Linked DNA regions of Pan troglodytes: region 2 is linked to region 1. A link is a contact called in public HiChIP or PLAC-seq data. All regions are on one chromosome and are shown on one strand. The core of a region is the stretch at or near the end of the contact, and the rest is flanking DNA. Distances in the headings are between cores, read along the strand shown.

Evidence for each region. HiChIP or PLAC-seq counts read pairs in DNA pulled down with a chosen protein or histone mark.
Region 2: an H3K4me3 HiChIP or PLAC-seq map of stem cell-derived excitatory neurons shows a contact between it and region 1, with 3 times the contacts expected there. The contact joins the promoter of RTP5 here to the promoter of D2HGDH in region 1. A contact is called at or near these places in 1 of 7 Hi-C or Micro-C datasets (stem cell-derived neural progenitor cells) and 1 of 1 datasets of contacts at active chromatin or transcription factors (stem cell-derived excitatory neurons).

The regions. Positions count from the first base shown.
Region 1 is chr13:144,042,244-144,048,519 of NHGRI_mPanTro3-v2.0_pri, forward strand. D2HGDH (D-2-hydroxyglutarate dehydrogenase) reads left to right here and starts at 2,951. Exons shown (of 10, transcript XM_016950944.3): 1 at 2,951-3,052; 2 at 3,488-3,871. The coding sequence starts at 3,580. It overlaps LOC129143441 (a long non-coding RNA gene), which reads right to left and starts at 2,883. Exons shown (of 2, transcript XR_008546891.2): 1 at 2,752-2,883; 2 at 465-2,175.
Region 2 is chr13:144,159,895-144,165,819 of NHGRI_mPanTro3-v2.0_pri, forward strand. It overlaps RTP5 (receptor transporter protein 5 (putative)), which reads left to right and starts at 3,661. Exons shown (of 2, transcript XM_016950953.4): 1 at 3,661-5,925.

The DNA.
Region 1 (6,276 bases), core at 1,701-4,200:
CGCTGGAAGAGGAGGCTGAGATGCTGGGTGAGGGCCCCACAACGCTGAAACCAGCACATGCCGTATTTTCCTCCAAGCATTCTCTGAGGGTACATGTGGGCTTTGCTAGGGTGACTGTGCCCTGGGAAAAAGAAAAATCAGTTGTTATTATTTTCTGAGACAGTTTTTTTTTTTTTTTTTTTTGAGACAGAGTCTCACTCTGTCGCCAGGCTGGAGTGCAGTGGCGTGATCTCAGCTTACTGCAACCTCTGCCTCCCAGGTTCAAGCCATTCTCTTGCCTCAGTCTCCCAAGTAGCTGGGATTATAGGCACCGACCACCATGCCCAGCTAATTTTTGTATTGTTGGTAGAGACAGGTTTCACCATGTTGGCCAGGTTGGTGTAGGGACCAGCCCCACAGGGTCGGTGGGTCTCTCCCCATGTGCGGAGACGAGAGAGTACAGAAATAAAGACACAAGACAGAGATAAAAGAAAAGGCAGCTGGGCCCTACGGACCACTACCACCAATGCGCGGAGACCGGTAGTGGCCCCGAATGTCGGGCTGCGCTGTTATTTATTGGATACAAGGCAAAAGGGGCAGGGTAAAGAGTGTGAGTCATCTCCAGTGATAGGTAAGGTCATGTGGGTCACGTGTCCACTGGACAGGGGGCCCTTCCCTGCCTGGCAGCCGAGGCAGAAAGAGAGAGGAGACAGAGAGACAGCTTATGCCATTATTTCTGCATATCAGAGACTTTTAGTACTTTCACTAATTTTGCTACTGCTATCTAGAAGGCAGAGCCAGGTGTACAGGATGGAACATGAAGGCGGACTAGGAGCGTGACCACTGAAGCACAGCATCACAGGGAGACGGTTAGGCCTCCGGATAACTGCGGGCGAGTCTGACTGATGTCAGGCCCTCCACAAGAGGTGGAGGAGCAGAGTCTTCTCTAAACTCCCCCGGGGAAAGGGAGACTCCCTTTTCCGGTCTGCTAAGTAGCGGGTGTTGTTTCTTGACACTTTTCGCTACCGCTAGACCACGGTCCGCTAGGTAACGGGCGTCTTCCAAGACGCTGGCGTCACCGCTAGACCAAGGAGCCCTCTGGTGGCCCTGTCTGGGCATAACAGAAGGCTCGCACTCTTGTCTTCTGGTCACTCCTCACTATGTCCCCTCAGCTCCTATCTCTGTATGGCCTGGTTTTTCCTAGGTTATGATTGTAGAGCGAGGATTATTATAATATTGGAATAAAGAGTAATTGCTACCAACTAATGATTAATGATATTCATATATAATCATATCTAAGATCTATATTTGGTATAACTATTCTTATTTTATTATACTGGAACAGCTCGTGTCCTCGGTCTTTTGCCTCGGCACCTGGGTGGCTTGCTGCCCACAGTTGGTCTCGAACTCCTGACCTCAGGTGATCCACCTGCCTCAGCCTCCCAAAGTGCTGGTATTACGGGCATGAGCCACCGTGCCTGGTCAGAAAAATCAGTTATTTTAGGGGATGGTATGGGTGGTAATCTTTATGGGTTTTGAATCATTCCTAATCCCAGGGGTCCAAGATGCCACTGGCCTGCTAGTCAAAGGGAGGGCGTGTGGAGGTCAGGTGGTAAGGGGGTCCACAGACCTCATCTGTGGTCGTCTTTCCAGTTCCTGAATGTGTAATTGAAACAGTTACACTTGACAATGGGCAAACTCCCACACTCATCTGCAGAGCAAGGGCCAGCCAGGTAGGAAGGGCCAGGTGGATGTCTTCTTTCCAGGGTTGTAGTCCAAAGGCAAAATGCATTGCTGACTTGGAAGAGTCTTGCATGGGTGATTCACCTGGGAAGAAGGTGAGTGGCCCCTGGGGATGTGGTTAAGGAGGACAGGAATGACTCCATGCAACTGCTGCTCCAGAGCCTCATCACCAGGACAAATCCAGCTCGCCGGTTTTCTGTGTGACTACCAGGACCCATCTGCTGTCACGGGCGTAGCCTCCACCTCTTGCACAGCTGCACAGTCCTGCTTCGGACCGAGTGTGGCCTCCTGCTCTCTGCCCTCATCTGCTCAGAGATCTGCATCCTCTGCACCCCCTAGGGTTCTATGGAATTGGGTGAGCTGAAGTAACAAGTGCTTTGGGAGGCCGAGGCGGGCGGATCGCTTGAGTCCAGGAGTTCGAGACCAGCCTGGGGAGCACATGAGACCTCATCTCTACAAAAATACAGCAACAACAACAAATTAGCCGGGTGTGGTGGTGCACGCCCGTAGTCCCAGCTACTTGGGTGGCCGAGGTGGGAGGATGGTTTGAGCTCGGGAGGCAGAGGTTGCAGTGAGCTGAGATCAACCCCAGAACTCCAGCCTGGGCAACAGAGCTAGACCCTGTCTCAAAAAAACACAAAACAAGTGCTGGCGATGCCTCAGGCAGGGGATCCCAGGCCGGGAGGCTCCTCGGGACAGCAGTTACTGCGTCAGGAGGGCAGGAGCTCCCCAGGTGTGCAAAGGGTTTGAGGGCACGGAGGGCTGAACAGGCAGAAGGGGACACGGAGGCAAGAAAACACCTGCAGGAGGCAGCTGCCCCCTAAGCTAAGGCTGGGGACCCAGGAGGGGTGGTCCGTGCAGGAGCTGGGGAGGCCGCTGGGGAAAGGGGCGCCCCCTGGGCTCGGCCTCGGAGGAGCGGGCCGGCCCCCAGGTCCCTCGGCCGAGCCCACGTCCCGGGCCTCGTTCTGGAGAACCCTCCAGCTGCTGCTTGGGCGTCTTGGGCTGCGCTCAGCCTAGTCCCTTCTCTACCTGGAGGGATGCGCCCGACAGCGGGGCGCCGGAGGCCCTCAGGAAACGCAGGACGAGGCAGTGGCCGTCGAGCCTCCGGTGCCAGTCGGGGCGGGGCTTGGACGGCGGGGCGGGGACTGTAGGCGCGCACGGCCGGGCCTGGAGGGCAGGCGGGGCGGGGCCCGTTAGGCGCGCGGGGCGGGGCTTCGCCCGCTGGGCGGAGCCGTCAATGCGCAGGCGCGGCGTCGCCCCGCCCACTCCGGCTCGGCGGCTCTGGGCCTGCGGCGGGCGCTGCGGGTTGGAGCCCGGGACGTGGTCGTGGGTGGGTGCGCGCGGCCGCGCGGAGCGCTGGGCTTAGGGTCCCGGGCTGCGGTTCAGCCGCGGGTCGGGGTGGCGGGGCGCGATCTCGGGCGCCGTCAGCCAGTCGGTGCCTGTGGGGGGAGGGGGACGGCGCTGCAGCTCGTCACGTGACCGCGTGGAACGCGCGCGCGTCCGCGGGATCCCCTCGGGGGGCGAGCTTGGCGGAACGGGGTCCTGGGCAAGGTCCCGGCGAGGCCGCCCCGAGCCTGCGCGTTGCTAAGTGCAGGCCTGCTGCGTGGGGCTTCGCGCTCTCGCGGGGTTGCGGCCCGGGCAGGGGGAGGGCCCGGGTGCTCGGAGCCTTCCCTTCGCTGCCCTCCTGCCCCCTCCCTGCTTCTGCAAGCGTGTTTCAATTTGTACAACGTGCATAAAACATGAAATTACCCTTGGTCACTTCCAGGCGCGCAGCCAGCGGCTCCCTGCCCTTCCCCTCCGGGCCCTGAGTACCGGCCCCCCACCAAGGAGGAGCCCGAGGTCTCCGTCCCGGCGGCGATGCTGCCCCGTCGGCCTCTGGCGTGGCCCGCGTGGCTGTTGCGGGGTGCTCCGGGAGCCGCGGGTTCTTGGGGTCGGCCGGTTGGCCCCCTGGCCCGCAGAGGCTGCTGCTCCGCCCCGGGGATCCCCGAGGTGCCGCTGACCCGGGAGCGCTACCCCGTGCGGCGCTTGCCGTTCTCCACGGTGTCTAAGCAGGACCTGGCCGCCTTTGAGCGCATCGTGCCCGGCGGGGTCATCACGGACCCGGAAGCGCTGCAGGCTCCCAACGTGGACTGGTTGCGGACGCTGCGAGGTGGGTGAGGTTTGGGAAGCTGCGGCGGGGCCGCGTCCCTGCTCCGCTGCGCCTTCCCGTGGAGGCTTCAAAGCGGGCTGAGAACAACCTGGTTGGGGGTGCCAGCCCCTGGCTGCGCTGAGAGGGGCGTGTGCACCGCCACAGGCTGCTGGAATGAATGACCACGAACAAGTCGCTTAGAACAACCCAAGTTTTGTTGTTGTTGTTGTTGTTTTGTTTTTTTTTTTTTAAGACGGAGTCTCACTCCGTCGCCAGGCTGGAGTGCAGTCACGGAGTCTCACTCTGTCGCCAGGCCGGAGTGCAGTGGCGCGACGTCGGCTCACTGCAACCTCTGCCTCCCGGGTTCAAGCGATTTGCCTGTCTCAGCCTCCCTAGTAGCTGCGACTACAGGCGCCCGCCACCACGTTCCGCTAATTTTTGTATTTTTAGTAGAGACAGGGTTTCACCATGTTGGCCAGGATGGTCTCGATCTATTGACCTCGTGATCCGTCCGCCTCGGCTTCCCAAATTGCTGGGATTACAGGCGTGAGCCACCCCGCCCTGCCAACAATCCAAGTTTGCCTGGCGCAGTGGCTCTGCCTGTAATCTCAGCTGCCCTGGAGGCTGAAGCCAGGAGTTCAAGACCAGCCTGGGCAACATAGCCAGAACCCCCGCCCCACTCACCTCTAAAAATAAAAATAAATAAATAAAAGTAGCCGGCCCAGGATTGAAAAAACAAAAAGTAAAAAAGTTACTCCAGCCCAGGAGTTCCAGTTTTAGTGGACTATGATCTCACCACTGCATTCCAGCCTGGGCAACAGAGCAAGACTACATCTCTAAAACAAAACAGAATTCCCCTCCCCACCAAACCCCACAAGTTTGTTCTCTAAGCTGTGGAGGCCAAAAGTGTGAAATCAGGGTATCACAGGGCTGCACTCCCTCCGCTGCCTCCAAAGCCTCCAGAGGAGGCTCTTTCCTGTCTCTTGTAGCTCTAGCTTCTGGTGGCCCCAGGTACCAAATTACTCCAGTCTCTGCCTCTGTTTTTCATACAGGTTTTTCTTCTCTGTGACTCTTCTCCAGTTGTCTTATAAAGACACTTCTCATTGGATTGAGGGCCCACCCTAATCCAGGATGATCGTATCTCAGTACTGTCAACTTAATTACATCTGCAAAGACCGTTCATCCTTTTTTTTTTTTTTTTTGGAGACGAAGTCTCACTCTTTTTGCCCAGGCTGGAGTGCAATGGTGCAATCTTGGCTCACTGCGACCTTCCCCTCCTGGGTGTAAGCAATTCAGCCTCCCAAGTAACTGGGATTACAGGTGCCCGCCACCATGCCCGGCTAATTTTTGTATTTTTAGTAGAGACGGGGTTTCACCATGTTGACCAGGCTGGTCTCGAACTCCTGACTTCAGGTGATCCACTCACATTGGCCTCCCAAAGTGCTGAGATGACAGGCATGAGCCACTGCACTTAGCTGGACCGTTTTTTCTTTTTGTTTTTTTGAGACGGAGTCTCGCTCTGTCGCCCAGGCTGGAGTGCAGTGGCGTGATCTCGGCTTACTGCAAGCTCTGCCTCCTGGCTTCACGCCATTCTCCTGCCTCCGCCTCCCGAGTAGCTGGGACTACAGGCGCCCGCCACCACGCCCGGCTCATTCTTTTTGTATTTTTAGTAGAGACAGGGTTTCACCGTGTTAGCCAGGATGGTCTCAATCTCCTGACATCGTGATCCGCCTGCCTCGGCCTCCCAAAGTGCTGGGATTACAGGCATGAGCCGCCATGCCCAGCCCCATTTTTTCAAATAAGGTCCCATTCACAGGTCTTGGGGCATTGGGAAGTAGACGTATCTTTTTGGAGCCCATTAGGTAAGATGCAGGGCTCCTGGCCAACCATGCCTGCTCCTCTCCTCCCACTGCACTTCTGCCCAGTGGCATACAAGTCTGTGCACGAATGAGGGACTTCTCAGCCTCTGGGGCTGGCACTTCCTTTTGGTAACAGTGCCCAGTTTTCTCTTTTTTTATTTATGTTTTTGAGATGGAGTCTTGCCCTGTCACTCAGGGTGGAGTGCAGTGGCACGATCTCCCCTTACTGCAACCTCCACTTCCTGGGGTCAAGCGATTTTCCTGTCTCAGCCTCCTGAGTAGCTGGGACTACAGCTGGGTTACACGCCTGTAACCCAGTTCTGTGGGAGATCGCTTGAGCCCAGGAGTTCAAGACCAGCCTGAGCAACATGGTGAAACTCTATCTCTACAGAAAATTAAAAATTAGCCGGGTGTGGTGGCATGTGTCTGTGTGCTAAAATAGTAAAGCGAGGTAGAAGAGAATTGGTTGACTCTTAATTTACAACAAAATGATATATTTAAATCTGTAGCACTGGCACCAGGTCCTGGGGCTGAACGTAGGGTGTGCTGTCATTGGGAAGATCTGGA
Region 2 (5,925 bases), core at 2,411-4,910, 120 kb after region 1:
CCAACTCACACACAACTCCCAACATGCACAGAATCCCCAACACACACACAAAATCCCCAACACACACAATCCTCAACACACACACAATTCCCAATACACACACAATCCCCAACACACCCAATCCCCAGCACACACACAGAATCTCCCCCACACACAATCCCCAACACATACACAATCCCCAACACAATCCCCAACACGCAATCTACAACACCCACACACCACAATCCCCAACACACATACAAAATCTGCAATATACACACAATCCCCAACACACGATTTCCAACACACACAACGCCCATACATGCTCCCCAGCACACACACTTTCCTCCCACACACATCCTAAGCCCGTGCCTTCCACCCAGTAGGCTTCCACTGTCTTCTGTCACGAGGAGGAAAGGCAGGCGGAGTCCGGGGAGCAGGGTAGATGGGGCTAAGGGGCCCTTGGCTGGCCGGCCCTGCCCACCCCTGCCCACCCCTCCCCCATCTCCTTTTCTCAGCCTTCCTTCCCAGGGAACCTGGACACCCAGGCCCTTCCCCCACCGCCTGCTCCTTCCTCACAGAGGGTCATACCCCCTCCAAATCACTGGCCCTGGGATGGCAGCAGCCAGATTCAATCCAGGGCATTCAGTTAAAAGATAATTTACAACAAGCAAAGTTGTATGTGGTTTTTGTCTGTTTATTTTCTTTTAGAGACAGGGTCTTGCTCTGCACCCAGGCTGGAGTGCAGTGGTGTGATCTTGGCTCACTGCAGCCTCGACCTCCTGGGCTCAAGTGATCCTCCGACCTCAGCCTCCTGAGTAGCTGGGACCACAGGCGTGCACCCCGTGGCCAGCTCATATCTAACTTTTTTTTTTTTTTGTAGAATTTGGGGTGGGGGCAGAGGAGGTCTCTTTATGTTACCCAGGCTGGTCTCAAACTCCGGGCCTCCAGCAATTCTCCCACCTTGGACTCCCAAAGAGTTGGGATTACAGGCGTGAGCCACCACACCTGGCTGATGGTTGTATGTTTTGGTTGAGTATTGTATCATTTACAATTGAGATAATTGTAGATTTACCTGCAGTTGTAAGAAATTACACAGATGTTTCCTCATACACTCTGCTCAGGCTCTCTGAATGATAATAGTTTGGAAAACCACAGTACAACATCACAACCAGGTTAATGACTTTGATGTGACACCTCGATCCCATCCTGAGTCCCCGTTTCTGGCTAATGTGTGCCTATCAAAGGCTGCACAATGTGGGCACAAGCGAAGGCTCCTGCGTCCCCTGACAGCGAAGCTGCAGAATGTCCCCATCACCACGGGGTCCTCCGGGTGTCCTTGGCAATACACCCACCTCCCTGCTGGTGGCCACGAGCCTGTCCTCCACCCCCATCACTGTTTCATTCCAGCGACAGCCGTGGGAAGGTGCAGTACGCATCCTTCCGGGATTCCCTGGAGATGCCTCCAGCGCGTGTGTTTCAGCAGCCCGTTCCTCTCTGTGCCGAGCCATCCAGGCTGTGGTGTGGATGTACGTACCACACCACAATTTAGTCAGCCATTCTTCAGTTTAAGTGAGTCTGGGTGGACTCCAGTTCTTGGTGACTATGACTAAAGGCCCCGGAAGCCCTCTGTGGGCCAGGGCGCCCAGGAGGCCAGGGGATCTAGGACTGCTTTCCGAGACTGGGGCCTTGCTCTCAGGGGCCTGGAGAAGGTTCCCCTCGCTGGGGGCCCTCCCATGTTCCTGGACTGAGAAGAGAAACCCTACAGTTTCCAAGGAGCCTGCACGTCATGACGCATGGCGCCCGGCGCACGGCAGTGGTGAGATGGGCCCCGTGTGCTGGAACATGAGCCAGCAGCGATGGAAAGTGGCGAGAGGAGGGGAATCCCCGTGCTCGCTCGGGCCAGTGGGAAGTTTCCATCCGCGCAGGGACGGTCCGGGGAAGCGCTGGAAACAGCAGGACCATCCCGAAACTGCTTCTGCAGTGGGAGGCGCCGGGCGCCTGGCTGGCCGGGTGGAAACCATGCTGCAGCCGCCGGGCCAAGGGCACCGCGGTGGGGAGGCAGCGCCCGATTCACAGCAATTTCTGAGGTTGGAACAGGAAATGGTTAATAGTGTTTGCAAATAAAAACTCTCTGTTCTATCCTGTTTTCGAAACATTTCCCAGAAGTTAAAAAATAACACCCAATTTATCTGCCCAATTTAAGAATAAACTTTTTAAAAATTGAATGAGATATTTCCACAATTTATTATACACACACAAAAAAATCGTTGGGCTGTTTGTTAAGGGGGGGGTGGCAGGTGATTTCTAGCCCCCCCCTGCTGTTTTCTAAACTTTCTAGAATGTGGTTAGTAGTTTAAATGTCAATTTATGTTTTAAATCTCCCAGTGTGTACATGTATATGTGTGTGTGTAGGTGTGTTTATGTGTACTGTATGTGGTATGTGTATTGTGTGTGTTGGTGTGTATCTCTGTTCATGTATATTGTGTGTTGTATGTAGTATGTGTTATGTGTGTTGTGTGTAGTGTACGTGGTGTGTGGTGTGTGTAGTGTGTGTGGTGTCTGTGTAGTGTGTGTGGTTGTAGTGTGTGTTGTGTGTGTAGCATGTGTGCTGTGTGTACTGTGTGTGTTTGTGTGTGATATGTGTGTGCTGTGTGTGGTGTGTGTTGTGTGTGAGCTGTGTGTGATGTGTGTAGAGTGTGGTGTGTGTGTAGTGTGTTGTGTGTGTGGTTTGTGTGATGTGTTTGTTGTGTGTAGTGTGTGTGGTATGTGTGCTGTGTTGTGTGTGAGCTGTGATGTGCATAATGTGTGGTGTGTGGTGTGTGGTGTAGTGTGTGGTGTGTGTGGTGTGTGTAGTGTGCGTTTGTGTGTGGTGTGATGTGTGTAGTGTGTGTGTAGTGTGCGTGGTGTGTGGTGTAGTGTGGTGTTTGGTGTGTGTAGTGTGCGTTTGTGTGTGGTGTGTGTAGTGTGTACGTGGTGTGTGGTGGGTGTAGTGTGTGTGTGGTGTGTGCAGTATGTGTTGTGTGTGGTGTGTGTTGTGTGTGTGGTGTGTGGTGTAGTGTGTGGTGTGTTGTATGTGTGGTGTGTGTAGTGTCGTGCTGTGTGGTGTGTGTGTGGTATGTGTAGTGTGTGTGGTGTGTGGTGTAGTGTGTGGTGTGTGTGTGTGGCATGTGTGGTGTTTGGTGTGTGTGGTGTGTGTGGTGTGTGGTGTGGTGTGTGGTTTGTGTGGCATGTGTGGCATGTGTGGTGTTTGGTTGTGTGGTGTGTGTAGTGTGTGGTGTGTGTAGTGTGTTTGTGTGTGGTGTGTGGTGTGTGTAGTGTGTGGTGTCCTGTGTGTGTGTGGCGTGTGTAGTGTGTGTGGTGTGTGGTGTCTTGTGTGTGTGTGGCGCCCCTGCCTTCTCACTCCAGGGCAGTGGGTATCACTCAGGCCCCTTGCTGGTCCCGCTGCTGGTCCCCCTGCTGGTCCCCCTGCTGGTCCCCCTGCTGGTCCCCCTGCTGGGCTCCAAAGCCGAAGAAGCCAGGCTGAGCTGCGGGGGATGCTGAGCTGCGGGGGATGCTGAGCTGCGGGGGATGCTGAGCTGCGGGGGATGCTGAGCTGCGGGGGATGCTGAGCTGCGGGGGTTGCTGAGCTGCGGGGGATGCTGAGCTGCGGGGGTTGCTGAGCTGCGGGGGATGCTGAGCTGCGGGGGCTGCGCAGCGTGAGTGAGCGGTCCCCCAGGGAGGGATGCCCCGAGGGTGAGGGCGAGTGCAGGAGGTCCCTTGCATTCCTCCTTCGGAATGGCCTCCCCGGCCCCAGCAGGACCGCGGGTTGGAGGGGAGAGCAAGGGGCCTCTTGGACAGTGGAAGCGCTTTCAGCAACAGAATGGCTGGACAGAGGCTGCGTCCCCCCCGCAGCTGCCGGTCCTGGGATCCCTGCCCGCCTGGGCAGCGCTGGGGCACAGCCACACGGAGCCTTGGGCCAGGAACGACCCCTTGCCGGTGGGGCCTGTGGGACTGCAGGGCCTGGGGTCTGGGAGGCGGCCTTGTCCCTGCCGCTGCAGCCATGAGCTGAGGTCTGTGTTGGGAGGGTGAGCCCCAGCTGAGGTCTGTGGGGGGAGGGTGAGCCCCAGCACCTGCGAACGGCCACCGTTCTCTGCCCGGCTCCTTTTCCTGCCCGTCTCTTTCTCCCTCTGAGCAAGGACCACCATCCCGTCAGCCGACCGGTCCTCTGGCCCCACCGGGCCTTGGCGTTTGCTCCTCCCTCGCCGGGAGCTGCTGCCTCTGCTCCTCCAGGCCCAGGCAGTGCATCCGTTCTGGCAGGAGACTGTGGTGGGACTCACCTGAGCTGCAAGTTCTGCTTCCCAAGGGAGGGCTGTCCCCGGCCTGCCAGCTGCCCTCCCCAGAAGCTGAGCTCAGGAAGACGGGTACCAGCGTGTGAGGAAGGGGCCCCAGAAGGAGCGCGTGTCTGCGGGGAGAGGGAGCGCTAAGCCACCACACCAGCTGGGCAGCAGTGCTGAAGGGGCACCCGGCTTCCCCGATCGTTTCTTTTCCCTGTGGCCCGATCTCCCACCCCCATCTCACCCTGTCCTGGAGCCAGCCTTCGGGGAGGCTGGGCAGGGAGCGGGGTCAGAAGGCGTCTGCCCCAGGCCTGGGTCCTAGGGCCTGTCCTTGGAGGGACCACACATGCCTGGAGAGAGGCTCCCGTGGCCGGCTCCAGGTGGGCGCTGATGCAGAAGGCCCAAGGAGGACCCTGCCACATGTTGCAGGGACCCGTGGGTGCTGTGCACACCCTGCCTCATCCATCCCTGGCGAAGAAGAGGGGGTGCTCATGGCTGGCTGGTTTGTGAGGGGGCCACGTAAGCAGCTCTTGCAGGGCGTGGCTTGTGGGTTTGGGAGACAGACAAATGGGCAGTCAGACAGAGGCGTGGACAGGATGCCCTCTTTGCTGTCTGCCGCCCAGGCCTCTGGAGGTATTCTGGGATGGGTCTAAGGAAAACTCAACAATTCTTGAGCAAATAATGCCCGGGCAACCAGCTCCTTGCATTTCATAAGGGCCGGAATTGCCATCCAAAAGGTTATTTTGGGTGACTGTGGTCAGTCATCATTCCAAAGCTTTTCCCTAAACTCAGAGCCAGGTGTGGCCTCCAGGGCTGAGGAGCCTGAGAGGTGGGACTGGCAGGCAGGGCTGTGGCCCCAGCGTGGCACGGAAGCAGCCAGGAAACACTGGCTCTGGGGGGCTGTGGTGGGAGGAGGTCCCCTGTGGACCGAGGCTTTTGGAGGCAATGGACAGTAGGTGTCTCTTAGACCCCTGCAGGGGCACACGACCAGGACCACAAGGGGCCCACACACGCACAGTGGCCCGGAGCCAACCAGCAAACCCCAGGACCTTAGATGCAGCCTGGCGAGTGAGTTAGGATTGCTCCGGCTAGCTGTGTGATCACCCACAGTGCCAGAGAACAGTGCCTCGAGACCACAGTGGCAGCTGGCTTACTTCTCGTGTGAACAGGAAACCCAGAGGTGGGCGACCCTCCAGTGGTGTGACGACTCCATCTGTCACCACAGCCCCGGGGTCCCGCCTTCCTGCTCCTTGGGCTCGCGGCTCTGTGCTTGAGGCAGGTCTAAGACAGGCTGGAGTGCGGCCATCATCCCAGCACTGATGGATAGAAAAAAATGAAGCTGGGATGAGAAACGCGGGGCTTTCCCTGGCAGTCTGGCCCTGTATGGAGGCCCCTTCCCAGAGTGCGTCCACTGGCTTCCTCTTCTATCTTGCAGCCACACCTAGCTGCAAGGCGGGAAGATGTCACAGGTTTGAAAGGGCCGAAAAGAAGGTTCAGAAATGAAAACTATGACAAGGCGCTTGCCAGCATTAGCTGCAGAGTGGACAGAGATGAGGAGATAATGTGTGAAGTGGTAGAAAAATGAGAAGAGATTGTTCAGTGTGCAGGGCAGAGAGATGGCGAGATGGGA